Regions from separate parts of the Oryzias latipes genome. Here region 1 is linked to region 2. Evidence: chromatin contacts called from public Hi-C data. All regions are on one chromosome and are shown on one strand. Each heading gives the region's core, a stretch centred on a gene start, on an enhancer-like site or on the middle of the called end of the contact. The rest is flanking DNA. Distances are from core to core; before and after follow the strand shown.

Region 1 (6,004 bases), core at 599-3,098, 200 kb before region 2:
CCGTTTTCTACAGCAGACCCAGAAGAACCGTTTTCTACAGAAGACCCAGAAGAACCTTTAATCATGAACTTAAAACAGTGTAAAAAGGCGAGAAATTTATTTTCAGTTTTTGACATTTTAAAGTCATTTTTGACTTTTTCCTCAAACTCGAAACTTTTTCAAATCAGCTGTTGCAGAATCACACGTGACGTCACTCACTAAAACACAGCTGCTGCTCACACATATTCACCCCCCCCCCCCAATCGTTTTTAAATAACCATCGGTTGTTCTTTGAAGTCTTTTAAGCCGCCGCGTGTGAAATCATGTTTGTATTTCGGCTCGCACGTGCGCAGCCCCAAACCTTCACTTCCTCATCAACTAGTACTAGTGAGAAGTTTTTCCGAAGTTCCTGTTGTGAAAACGGACTTCAAACACCACCACGTTCACGTCCGCTCCGCCTCACGTGACTACCTCCTTCCTCGGTTCATCAACCGAACCAGCAGCACGAACTCACCGGGCGGGAATCGGTCCGCTTCCAGGTGAACCGGACTGCAGCGCAGGAATTTAAGCGGATCTCCTCCCGCGGTTACTGTAGCAACGCTGACACGGAAGCGCACGCGGGCTCCACAGGCGGCCCCTCCCTCCCCTGAAACCCGCACCTGTCTTCAGAGGAATGCGGAAGTAACGCAAAGCGTTTGAGACCAAACTCTCACTTTCACAACGACACAACAGTCCACACAAACGACAACAACCTGGATGTCAACAGGATTCTGCTGAAAACTAACTGTTGTTGTTGTTATGTTAGTTGTTTACAAAGATTTTAATTTTTTTTAAAAGTTACACAACTTAAAGGACAAAGTCACTTTATAAAAAGATGCAAAACTCAGTTTATCTGTGCACGTTTAGATACTATACCTGAACAAAAAGTAGTCTATGTAAGAGTACTATAAACGTACTTACCCTGTACTAAAAGGCAGTATTGTATACTACATTTACTTTTTAAAGACTATCTTATACATTGTAAACTTTAAACATTCCAATTTACTCTATAGAAGTATTTATACTTCCTACTCCACACGGACATGATCTATAGTATATTTGCTATACTTCAATATATACTCAAGTTTTCTTAAGAAATTTAACTATGGGATGGCTAAGGGATACAAAAGAATCTATTAAGACAAGAAAAATGTATTTTTATTAATAAAACTTGAAAAAAGGATAAACAATAACAAATTAATAATTATTATTATTATTTACATTTATGATACACTTATTATATTGTGTAAGTATTTGATTTAAAACACATTTTTTCAAGATTTTCTTATCATAATTCTTTAATTTTTCACATTGTACAATATAATTTGGCAAAATATGTATTTTTGATTAATACAATAAATAAATTATTCATTAAAACTAAAATTCAATATTAGTATTTCTTAAATTAAATGTTTAAAAAAACGGTTCTTCCTTCTATTTTTCATCAAGCTGTAATACCACATGTTCACGCACGGGGGCGGTAGAGGATTGGATTAATTTTCACTCAAATGAACCAAAGCTTTCCTCTTTTTGCAGAACAATATCTGCATGATCTTAATGATAGACCTTTCTAAAGTTCTGCGCGGGCTTGTGGGCTGTCCGTGTGCACTGTAGAAGATTGTTAAACTCAACACATGGACTCAGCTCAGTCCTGAAGCCGTGGAGGGTTTTAATTACCGGAATCGAGTTTCCCAGTATTCCATAAAAACGTGTTTGCACAGCAGTCTAGCATGTGTGAAAGTCCACTCACACGTAGACGTCTTCCGGCACAGTTTCCCCGTTTCAGTCAGTGAAGCTTCATGATGTTCCACATGGAGAGAACCGATGATCCAGCTGAGATGTTGTCTTTACACACAGGGTGGACACCATAAAAGAGGCACACATGTCTTTCATTAAAGCAATCAATCATGTTTAATTGTAATTATTTTATTTTTTTTATCTAGAAGATGAAAAAGTTCTTGTTTTTCTTCTTTGCCCCCTAATCATTGTTGGGAAGGTCTGAAAACTACACAGATGTCTGCTGAAGATCTAAATTGCAATTTCCAGCGGTTTAGGAGAGCAGGAGCAGGGCTGGTGAAGGCGATGCCACATCTCTGATCTGCTGTGAGGCCCTGGAAGGACTGACACCACACTTGGAGAGTTGCATCTTGCTGCATCTCAAAGCAGGAGATGGAGTGTGGTTGGCAGCTTGGACTCATCGATGCTTTGGCGATCTCCGTGTCTCTGGGATGAAGCTGCAGTGATCAGAGATGCAGCTCTGCATGCAAACAGCCCTGACTTCTTAAAGATCCACTCTGATGTAAATGCTGTTTTCAACACATTCCCATGGCGTGAAATTTATAAAGAAAACTGAGCTTAAAATGGCTTTTCTGAGTATTTGATAAAAAAAAATTCTGAATGCTGTTTGAAAAAGATCGTATTTGTGACGTAGAAAACACACCAGTAGTCTTGTCCTTCAATCATTCACCGTTTCTAGGAGCTATGGAGCATTTTGCTCCCTGTTTTATGGGCTTTTTCAGCTTCTGCATCTCATTTCTTCAGATCCACTAAGCTCCCAGTCGTAAAACTCCCAAACCAAATCCTTTGTTCTTTGCTTTTTGAATGTTTTCTTGTGAAATTAAAGCTGAACTGAAACTCCGAGTGCTATTCAACACTCTGGGTGCCACTTTACATTACACAAAGCATTAATCTGCTAAAAGTTTACATTTCAGTCTGTTTTGAGTGCGTCCCAATACTGAAAAACTTGTTTCAGTCATGATATGATTTATTTGTAGGCTACCGAGCGTTAAATTATCCCAGTTTGTTCTCGGTGTAAGGAAAATAAACAAATTGTAGTATAAGTTCTGCATGAAAGGGAAAGATTTTTCATAGTGTGAGGTGCTGCTAAGGATAAACTGTGAGTGTGAATGTGTTATTGTCACCATGTTAACCTATTTCTGCAGAACAGCTCCAACAGCATCCTTCTGTCACAAACAAGTCCATTCTTCATGTTCTCCTCCTGTGTGTGTGTGTGTTTTTTTTAACCAAACTGCAGTGCAGTTTCTCAGAGGATCATTTTCTGACTGTGCTGATGGTTTGATTTCAGCCGTGTGGTAACTTGGCCTCGAACGGTTTGCCAATTTGGACAGAAATGGAGTAAAGCGAGGATGCTGATGGCATCTCCTCTGATCACGCTGGGCTTAACTGTGCACGACCAGCCATTAGCTGCTCCAATTACAGGAGAAAAAAGGGATAAACTGAGGGACCGAAGAGTTTGCATGACGTGAAAAGGAATGAAAAGGCTTTGGATAAAAAGATACACAAAAAAAAAGAAGTCTGAGGCTAACAAACTCAGTAAGATGATTGCAGTCGGTGCAAACATCTGAACGAATCGATAAAACAAAAAGGAAACGTGCTGCTATGATCACCTCAGGAAGGGGCCTGCATGGTCATTCATGCAGCTTTGCCTGCAGGCATCAACCTGCAAAAAGCATGGAGTGTCTTTCCCAAACACTGCAGCTCATCCTTTAGCTGCAGAGGCAATGCTCCTTGCAAAAGCATGCAGATGGTTTGGAGGCAACAAAAACTTCTTTACTCTGTTTCTGTCCAAACCAGAAGAAACGTGCGCTGATGGATGAACCGGATTTCAAAAGAAATCATTAAAACTATTTTTTTTTATAGTAACAGAAAACTTGAGCCTTGCGGAGTCATTACTTGTTTGAAATGTGTCCCAGCTGATTTGCTTTCAGCTACTTTTATAACCTGTGCATGTGAAAACATTATCTTTTTTGTCTTTTTTGTCTTTTATTTGGCTCCGGCTTTCAGGCTTCTCTTTTTACGACCCACAGGAGTCACATTCTGTCCCCAAAATCAAGAGCCAGCCATTTTTCTCGCCTACAGCTTCAAGCTAAATACTTACTGTACATTTCTGAATTACAGTTGTTGTAGCAGTCGTTCTGCAGATCAATTCACAGACTAAACTCATCATCATTTAGACTTTTGTCAATTATCCAGGTGATTTTACATTCAGACCATTACAGATCCTATTTTCTTCTTTGAGTTTTTTCACAGCTCTTCTCAGTGACTTTATTCATCAACGCAAAAGAGGGTTGGACTCTTTTTAGATTCGCATCAGTAGTTGTCATTTTTTTTCTGACCATAAGATTTTTCTTTGACAAAAAAAAAAATACCTTGATGAATGTTTTATTTATCTAGTTGGACAGGATCTAAAGGATGAAAGATGAAAAATTAGCTTCTGGAGATCAACAAATTCACAAACTAAGTGGCTGGAGATATTAACAAACCCAACATTTTACCATCAGATAGTTGTTGTTTTTTTCGAGTAGAAACAAACAAATCCAGATTAGAATCTAGTAATACTACTGGACACATTTGGTTGGCTTAAAGTGAACCAGAGTTCCTTTTCCCTGATAATCCGGAACAAATTTTCAATCCAAAAACACCCTGGTCCAGGTCCAGGACCAGCTCCCAGACCCATCTTTTGAGGTGGTCTTGGTCCGTTTCCAATCGGACTGGGCCAAAATGACCCATAGCTGGGCATTATGGGATGTAAACACAGTAGGAAGGTGACGATGAGACACAGCAACTGGTTGAAATGTGGTTAGTTGAATGCACGCTCATTAGAATGATTTAACGTGATCCACATTGCTTCTCACTGTTTTCCCAACAATCTATATGTCATAAACACCTATCAGCCCGCCTTCAACGCCGACGTCTCCTTAGCAGCACGCCTCTGTCATAACAAAGCAGCGAGTAAAAAGTGTTGTACCCGGCGTTGATACAGACGTTCAAAACTGGTCAGCAAAACATAAAGTTTGAATCAGTGAACTATCCCGACAAGGAGTGCTGAGCAGGACTTCAACAACTCTCTTTAGTTGCTTTGGCCCGCCCTCATTGTTCCTGGCTAATGAGTGAAGAGATCTTTAGTCATATGGTTTTGTTTACAAGCTTTGGTTCGAAACAGACCAAAAATTATGAACAGCTCACAACCGAATTCACGTAACAACCCATCGGCCGAAATCCTTGGCGGACATCTGAGCACATCGACGAACGCAAGAAACACGAATGAATGATGAAGATCACGCATGGATCACCAAAGACCGACATTTCATCCAAGGAAAATGTACGCAGTGGCTTTGTGACACGGCCTTAAGTTTTTGATTTCAGTGAAAATTTTCCACTAGATGAAAATGGATTTCAGCTGCGATGAGATAATGAAAGTTTGATGCATTTCTGGTGTGCAAATTCCTGTTTATCCCTAATGTTTACAGAAATGAAATTCAGGCCTTTTGTCATGCGATTGTTGAGAAACGTCTGCGTTGCTACAAAATGAAAGCACTCTCAATAAGCTTTCTTAAAGACTCACTCTGTTCATCTTTTGATCTGCTTTCAAAGCGTTCCCAGTGGTCTTTTAATCATGATTGTGCTGTTTTTAGCCCAAGTTCAAAAACCTGTGTCGTGTTCTAGGACATAGTTTCTACAGAGCGGCATGAGCTCATTAGAAATTTGCCTCTGAGTTGTGGGCGGGACCAGACAAGTAACCCCGCCCTAAGCTTTTAGCCCGACAAGCGTATTTTCTACGTCACAAATCCAATATTGTTCCAACAGCTTTGGTTGGATCTGTTTCTGATCCACAATGACTCGAGTAAAGAAATACTCAGAAATGCAAACGTGGGCCTAATTTTCTTTACATACATGTCCTCCATCATAAGAAAAACATGCTAAAAACACCATTTTCATAGGGTTGTTCAACGTGAATGTACACGTCTTTTTCTTTATCCCACAGATGCTTTCCAACCTCTGTCGGCGATCCTGATGAAGCATAATGTGACTCACAGGCTCAGAAAAACTCCCAGCACAGCACACACTGCTTGGCAGCCGGATGAAGGTGCAGGGTGTGATGTGTGAACACCAGCTTTAAAATAAAATAAAAAAATAACAGCTGCCATTATTCTTTTCTCATTGAGACGCATGCAGGAGCTGTCAG
Region 2 (6,010 bases), core at 2,628-5,127:
TAGAGAAACACTCCTGACCGTATCTGAACAGGAATAAACCTGCCTGTCAGAGTATTGCCCTGAGCTTATTATACAGCTCACGGGATTGGCTGAGAATGTCGTCATCTTTAGTCATTTTGTGATTGATAACCAGGAGGCTGGGTAGCTCGATTGATAAGGAAACCAGGGTTCGATTCCCGAAGTGGACTGGACAATGGTACTGGGGCACTTACCATATCAATGGTGAGCAATTAACATCACCCAGTGAGGGCCCTTGGGCAAGTCCCTTAACGCTACTGCCTCCCGAGCGCGGTATGGCTGCAGCTCAACTCTCCCCCAGGGTATGGGTAAAATATGGATAAATACAGAATAATAATTTAAAAAAAAGATATTTTACTGTGTGACAGACATCCAGCTGGATGGACTGTTTGTTTCCATAGTGCCGTGAGTCTAAAAACAGGAACATTCAAAGTCACATCTTCACTAATCAGCACTCTTATTGGCATTCCATAAAACTTCCGGACAAGATCATTTATGTTTATCGAGATGTTTTACCAGCTTGACGGGATAATCACGACTTTATTGGTTGAATGTTATAAAGCATTGCTATAATGCTATAAAGCATTCAACCCATTGTTTTCCTGTTTCTCTTAATTTTTTACTTTATATTGGTATCTTCTGCCATGTTTCAAATCCTTCTACAACCTTTCAGCTATTTTAACCATTCAATTATCAAAATGTTCACTTCTTTCAGCTAATCCAGTTCTAACTTGGGGTCCTTCAAATCCTTGAACTTTTCAAGATATTCCAGGATTTTTGCCTCCATTGAAATACGTGGGGAATTGTTGGTGCAGAAGCTTGCTGGTTCGATACCCCACTCTGGCATTTTTCACAAAAATATATTTTTTGTTATTTACTTTCTTTCTTTATTTCTTCTTTTTTAAGTTTAATTTTCATTCAACAATATAGCATCAATCCTGCATTTTCTTCTGGTAATGCAGCTCCCTCTAGTTTGTTTTCTATTTAGACAACAATTGTAGCTGATTATTGCAAATATACACTGCATAACCAGCTGACAGTTCTAAAGTTTTAAAAACAATTTCCCAACGCAAGAGCGCCCTCCTCTGGATGAAGGTATGCACACAAACGCATTGCTGGAAAACCTGTGGAAATCCTTTGGTCCCATCTCTGATGATTAACTTTAATGTTTTAACAGACACATCAGGAAACCTCTGGCTTTTATTGTGGTCATTCTGCTGAACCTTTTACTAAATAATGAAGATATCATAGGTTTAAGAGCATTTCACCCAGTGGTTTGAACAAATCAAATTTTTTTTACACAGCAATTTTCATACAACAGTAACACAAAGTGCTTTAGAGCATTTCCACAGTTAAGAACGACATATCACCCAACATATGAAACAGAAAATGACGTGAATAAAACTCAAAGAATATGAGAAACTGAAGTGGAAACCTTGATGCACTGAAGTGACCGTCGAAAATTTTCTCTTTGATTAAAATGGGATGTTTTTTTAGCATATTACAGAGATCTGTGTGCTTCCTTTGGGACTTCCACAATCTGTGGCTTAAATGAGACAAAGCAGTCATTACAGCCAGCGTTAAGCATGAACATCAGCTTTTATTGCTCCAATTGGGTCTTTTAAAAGGTTGCTAGAAGTTGAAGCTGGGGTAACTATGGTGCACTGGGGTTCTGTCCTCTTTTCTTTTCTACTTCTACCCTTCCTCTCCTCTATTCTTGATCATAATTTATCATTTAGTTCTCCATGCCTCTGTTTGGTACAGTGCGATTCATGTATTGTCCCTCTTTTCCTCTCCCCTCCTGGGGAGTGGGAGTGCTTCCAGACTCCAGTTGGCACATCCGTGCTCCAGTTCCTGACCGTTTACCTCGCCTCTGCTCCTGCTCCTACACCTGGCTGTGGATCCTGCCTCTAGCTCGACTCGCGCCTTTGACTTTCCCCACAACCACGGCTGGATGAAGCTCGTCTGCTGGACTTTTATATATGTAGTTGTAGATTTAGATAAGTTAATTCTTCTCTAAGATTTCTGGTAAATAGCCTGTCCGTCCTGGGGGAGGATCCCTCCTTCATGTGGACACCCCTGAGGTTTCTTCGTTTTTTCCGGAATCCGGTTTTTTTGGGAGTTTTTCCTTACCGCGAAGGGGGGTCTAAGGGCAGGGATGCCAGTATAGCTTAGTCAGTTTGTTAGTTCAATTTAGTATTTTCCTATTGAACTCTTTGTATTCGTGAACCTTTTAAGTTCATGTTTTACTTCGAAGCCCATCGAGACGACTGTTGTTGTGATTTTGGGCTATACAAATAAAATTGAATTGAATTGAATTGAATTAATGTCATTTTTTTCATGTTGGATTTTTAAGATAAACCTAGACATTCAATTGTAACACAAACTATTGGGGATCAAGGTGCAAAATAAGAAAAAAATACAATTACAAAGGTGATTAGAATACAAAGGTTCAAGGTGAAGGAAAAAAAGAAAGTACAACTCTTAAAAAACTCTTATTAAATACACTAAACATGCAAACTAACCAACAATACCTTTAAAAAAAAGCTCTAATTTTCATTCCTTGAGTCATTTGCTGTTTGAAGTTTTTTGATGACTGTGAAAAAAGTTTCTTCTGTGAAACACTGAATTTTCTCTAGTTTTTCTTTTATCAAAATGGAGGTTTAGCCATTTTTTTGTGTTTATAGCATCGTTCTCTGGAAAGTTTGGGTTTTTTGTTTAGATCCTCATCTTAAATCTTTCACCTACTAATCTTTATAAGTATTTTCAAGTGTTATATTATGTTGTTATTGGATTCTTTATAGTGTTAAATCCACCATAAGTTGTGCTTAACGTTTTTGTTTTTTTTTATTCTTATGGTCGAGACTGCAGTTACCACAAAAAATACTTCTGGATGATTTGGAAGAAAATGCAGATGAGAAAGAAGCCTGTCAATCACTTTTTGTGACGTGACGTGAGGCTACTCATCTTCCTCTGGCTTTATGTACAGGCATGACTTGACAAATTTAATTAATGAGCATAAATTTCATGCTGTTTCATGCCAACCTCATCAAACTCTTTTTTTTAGCCCACAATTGTGGCTCTTTGGCTTTGTAGAAAATATAACAAGTAGTAGAGTAAATGATAGGTTTGGTAGTTAAGTTTTGTCATTTATTTTTTAATGAGTAAAAATTAATTCATAATGCACGTCAAATAGTGAAACAAGACGATGCCAAAAGGTTTGATCTATTGACAGAGTGGTATATTATCATTAGGTGAAGTTTAAACTCATTTTCTTATTGTATCTCTACTTGTTTTTCTGTGGCAAAGTTTTTAAACGCAAGGAAATCTGCTGCAGCAGGAGGATCTTTTTTGACAGTGTATGTATTTTATTTTGAAGAAACTTCAAAGTAAGTAAAAGGATTTAAAAGAAACCCTGTTATAATTCAATTATTGGACACATTAGCATGCTCGGTTTATAAATTAGAGTTTTCATGGCCAAAAAACATAAATATCATGTTTTTTAAGACTTTTTAAGACTCTGCGGCTTGCAGAGACCTGTCCGAAACTGTCATTTGTGATGATGTTAGGTTCATTAGAGTTTGCATTAGAGATGCAAAACACTGAGTTTGAACCCCTTTAAGGGGGATAAACGTTTTACCGCGTCAGAAATGTGGTGAAAAATTGGTGGAAGTTTATCTGGATTGAAATACATTTTCTTTGCAGCTGTATGTAAACATGGTTTTGGTGGCGGAAATTAAAAGTTGTGCAAAGAACAACGGTCACAAGAGCACGAAAAGAGGACCGTTTTTGAGCCTGATGACAAACAGATGACACCATGAGGAAGCAGTAAAAGAGGAGACGATGTGGTGGGAGGAGGAGGAGGAGGAGGAAAACAGTCAGTGCAAATGATGAAGAGAGCCGGCTGTACAGTGTAACATGAGGCTGCAAAGGCGTCGTAAAGATACGCAGTTAAACGGCATTTGAACACAAACCTGGATTCTCAACAGGTCACCATGGTTTCCCTGCAGGTTCTTCTGAGGTTTGGACTCATCTGCTGTTTCCTCAGGACCTGTGCTTCCAGATGTCGGACAAAAAGTAAGATTTTTAAATCCACAACAGTTTAGCTTCTGTGGTTATCTCATCTATGGATATTTAGATCTAGCATCTGTCTGTTCCTAAAACCAGATATATAACCAGATATTTGGTTCATTTGATCTTTTCTAAATAACCATCTTTTTAGGATTTAGGTTTTTTATTTCAGACTTAAAATCTGTCCAAAAAAAAAAAAACTCAACGTAAATGGAAAGAATTCTGTTATCCTACATGTCTGGATTTAGTTGGATTCCCATTTTCACCTCCAGGAAGCCAAAATCAAAGATGAAAAATTCAAAACATGAGGAGCAGTTCATCATAATAACAATGTGGAATCACAAATATGACAAACTGGAGGCATCAGCTGGAGACCATATGAACTCTGCACTAATGTGATGCTGCTTCATGTCTGGATTTGTGCAGCTTTCGGGAATATTGTGGGGCAAACGGATGCCCAGACAGGTTCGGAGGGTTTCTTAAAGCTTCCCGTTTCCATCAGCACACTGTGACCAAACATCCACAGGACCTGGAGGCTAAAAAAATACAGCCTGGGCTCCCAAATACCTGCAGAACATTTTCATGGGAGAGGCGTGTCTGATGATGAATGAAGGCTAGCATCCTAAACCGTACTGTTAATGACTCTGTTTCAGGTTAACTCAATTAAAGGCCGTGACGCACAGCCTCTTTGTACATTTTGTTCCCATTGCACAGACGAAAATTGGTCATACGTGAACAGATGTGGAAAAAGTGAGAAAAGTTGTGGTTCTTCATTTGAAATTCTCACATATGTATCCCGAGTAAAGAAGCAACGGAAGAAGTGCAAATAAAAACCACGCAGAGAACACGTAAAGCAATGTGGAACGTGAACCATGCATGATTGTTGCGCTGTTTATATGAAAAGAATTAAGGATTCATGGCCAATTACTTAATTTTAACGTGATAAGTGCAACGTGTACGCAATGTAAAAGTTATATATCGGTGGTACATGCATTAAAATTTGGTTAGACATACGTGAAACGGTTGTGGAAAGCTACAAATTTGCGTATTCATCATGCAAAAATCTCGCACAATTGTGTAAGATTTAAGTAATAATTACATATAACAACAAAATTAGCCTCCTGTCTTAATCAGGCGCTCGAGGAATAAAACAAAGTTTTGGATGAACCTCTGGGCCCTGATGCTGAAATCATCTGGAGCCGGTTGTGAGCTCCATGTGCTGCAGTGTTTTGTAAGATCAGAGGTCACAGGGTCTGAACTGCTCCTTGAACCAGCATGAAGTGCAGAAAAAACGTCCTGCTGCTGGCATGACAGACGGAATGGGGGTTCACATCTGCCAAAACAAAGACACAGAGCGCCCTCCTTTCAGATGTCTGAGTGAGAATCTTCAGAATAGCTTTGAAAAGTCATTTCCGTTCCGCAGCAATAAATCCCAAAAGAAATCCATGTGAAGAACGCCAAAAGGAAAGCTCGTACGCTCATCTGTAACCTTCAAAACTAACTGTGTGCCTTTCTTTCAAAATAAAAGCACTGTTTCCAGCTGCAAGCAGAGTGAAAAGAGAATCCATGGAAGTAAATCCAACCTTCTGCCGATCCAGGAGTGACGCCCGGCTGCTGTTTGAGGTACAAAAATGAAAGCACAAGTCGGTCCAATGCACTTTTATTTAATGTTTTCTTTTTTTTCCGTTTTTATTTAACAGATTCTGATGGCTGGCATTCACTTTGATCCCACGTTTTCAGTGGAAGACCCTGAACTGTCTTCCCTTCGAAAGACAAAAAATCTGGATGTCATCTGCAAGGAGATCATTCCCAAAGCGCTACCTGATATTTTGAGGCTCATTTCTGAACTTTCACATCACAGCGGTCACCTGCATCAGGAGGATTTCGAGCACACGCTCATGACGTTGGTGTACACCTCGCA

Evidence for each region. A called contact is a pair of places that touch in the nucleus more often than the background predicts.
Region 1: a Hi-C map of gastrula embryo shows a contact between it and region 2, with 1.7 times the contacts expected there. The contact joins the promoter of cracr2a here to the promoter of LOC101157449 in region 2. A contact is called at or near these places in 4 of 5 Hi-C or Micro-C datasets (embryo, fibroblasts and gastrula embryo).

The regions. Positions count from the first base shown.
Region 1 is chr6:29,646,943-29,652,946 of ASM223467v1, reverse strand. cracr2a (EF-hand calcium-binding domain-containing protein 4B) reads right to left here and starts at 1,848. Exons shown (of 18, transcript XM_020704277.2): 1 at 1,769-1,848.
Region 2 is chr6:29,451,328-29,457,337 of ASM223467v1, reverse strand. It overlaps LOC101157449 (protein FAM180A-like), which reads left to right and starts at 3,877. Exons shown (of 3, transcript XM_011476496.3): 1 at 3,877-4,095; 2 at 5,618-5,712; 3 at 5,790-6,010. The coding sequence starts at 4,014.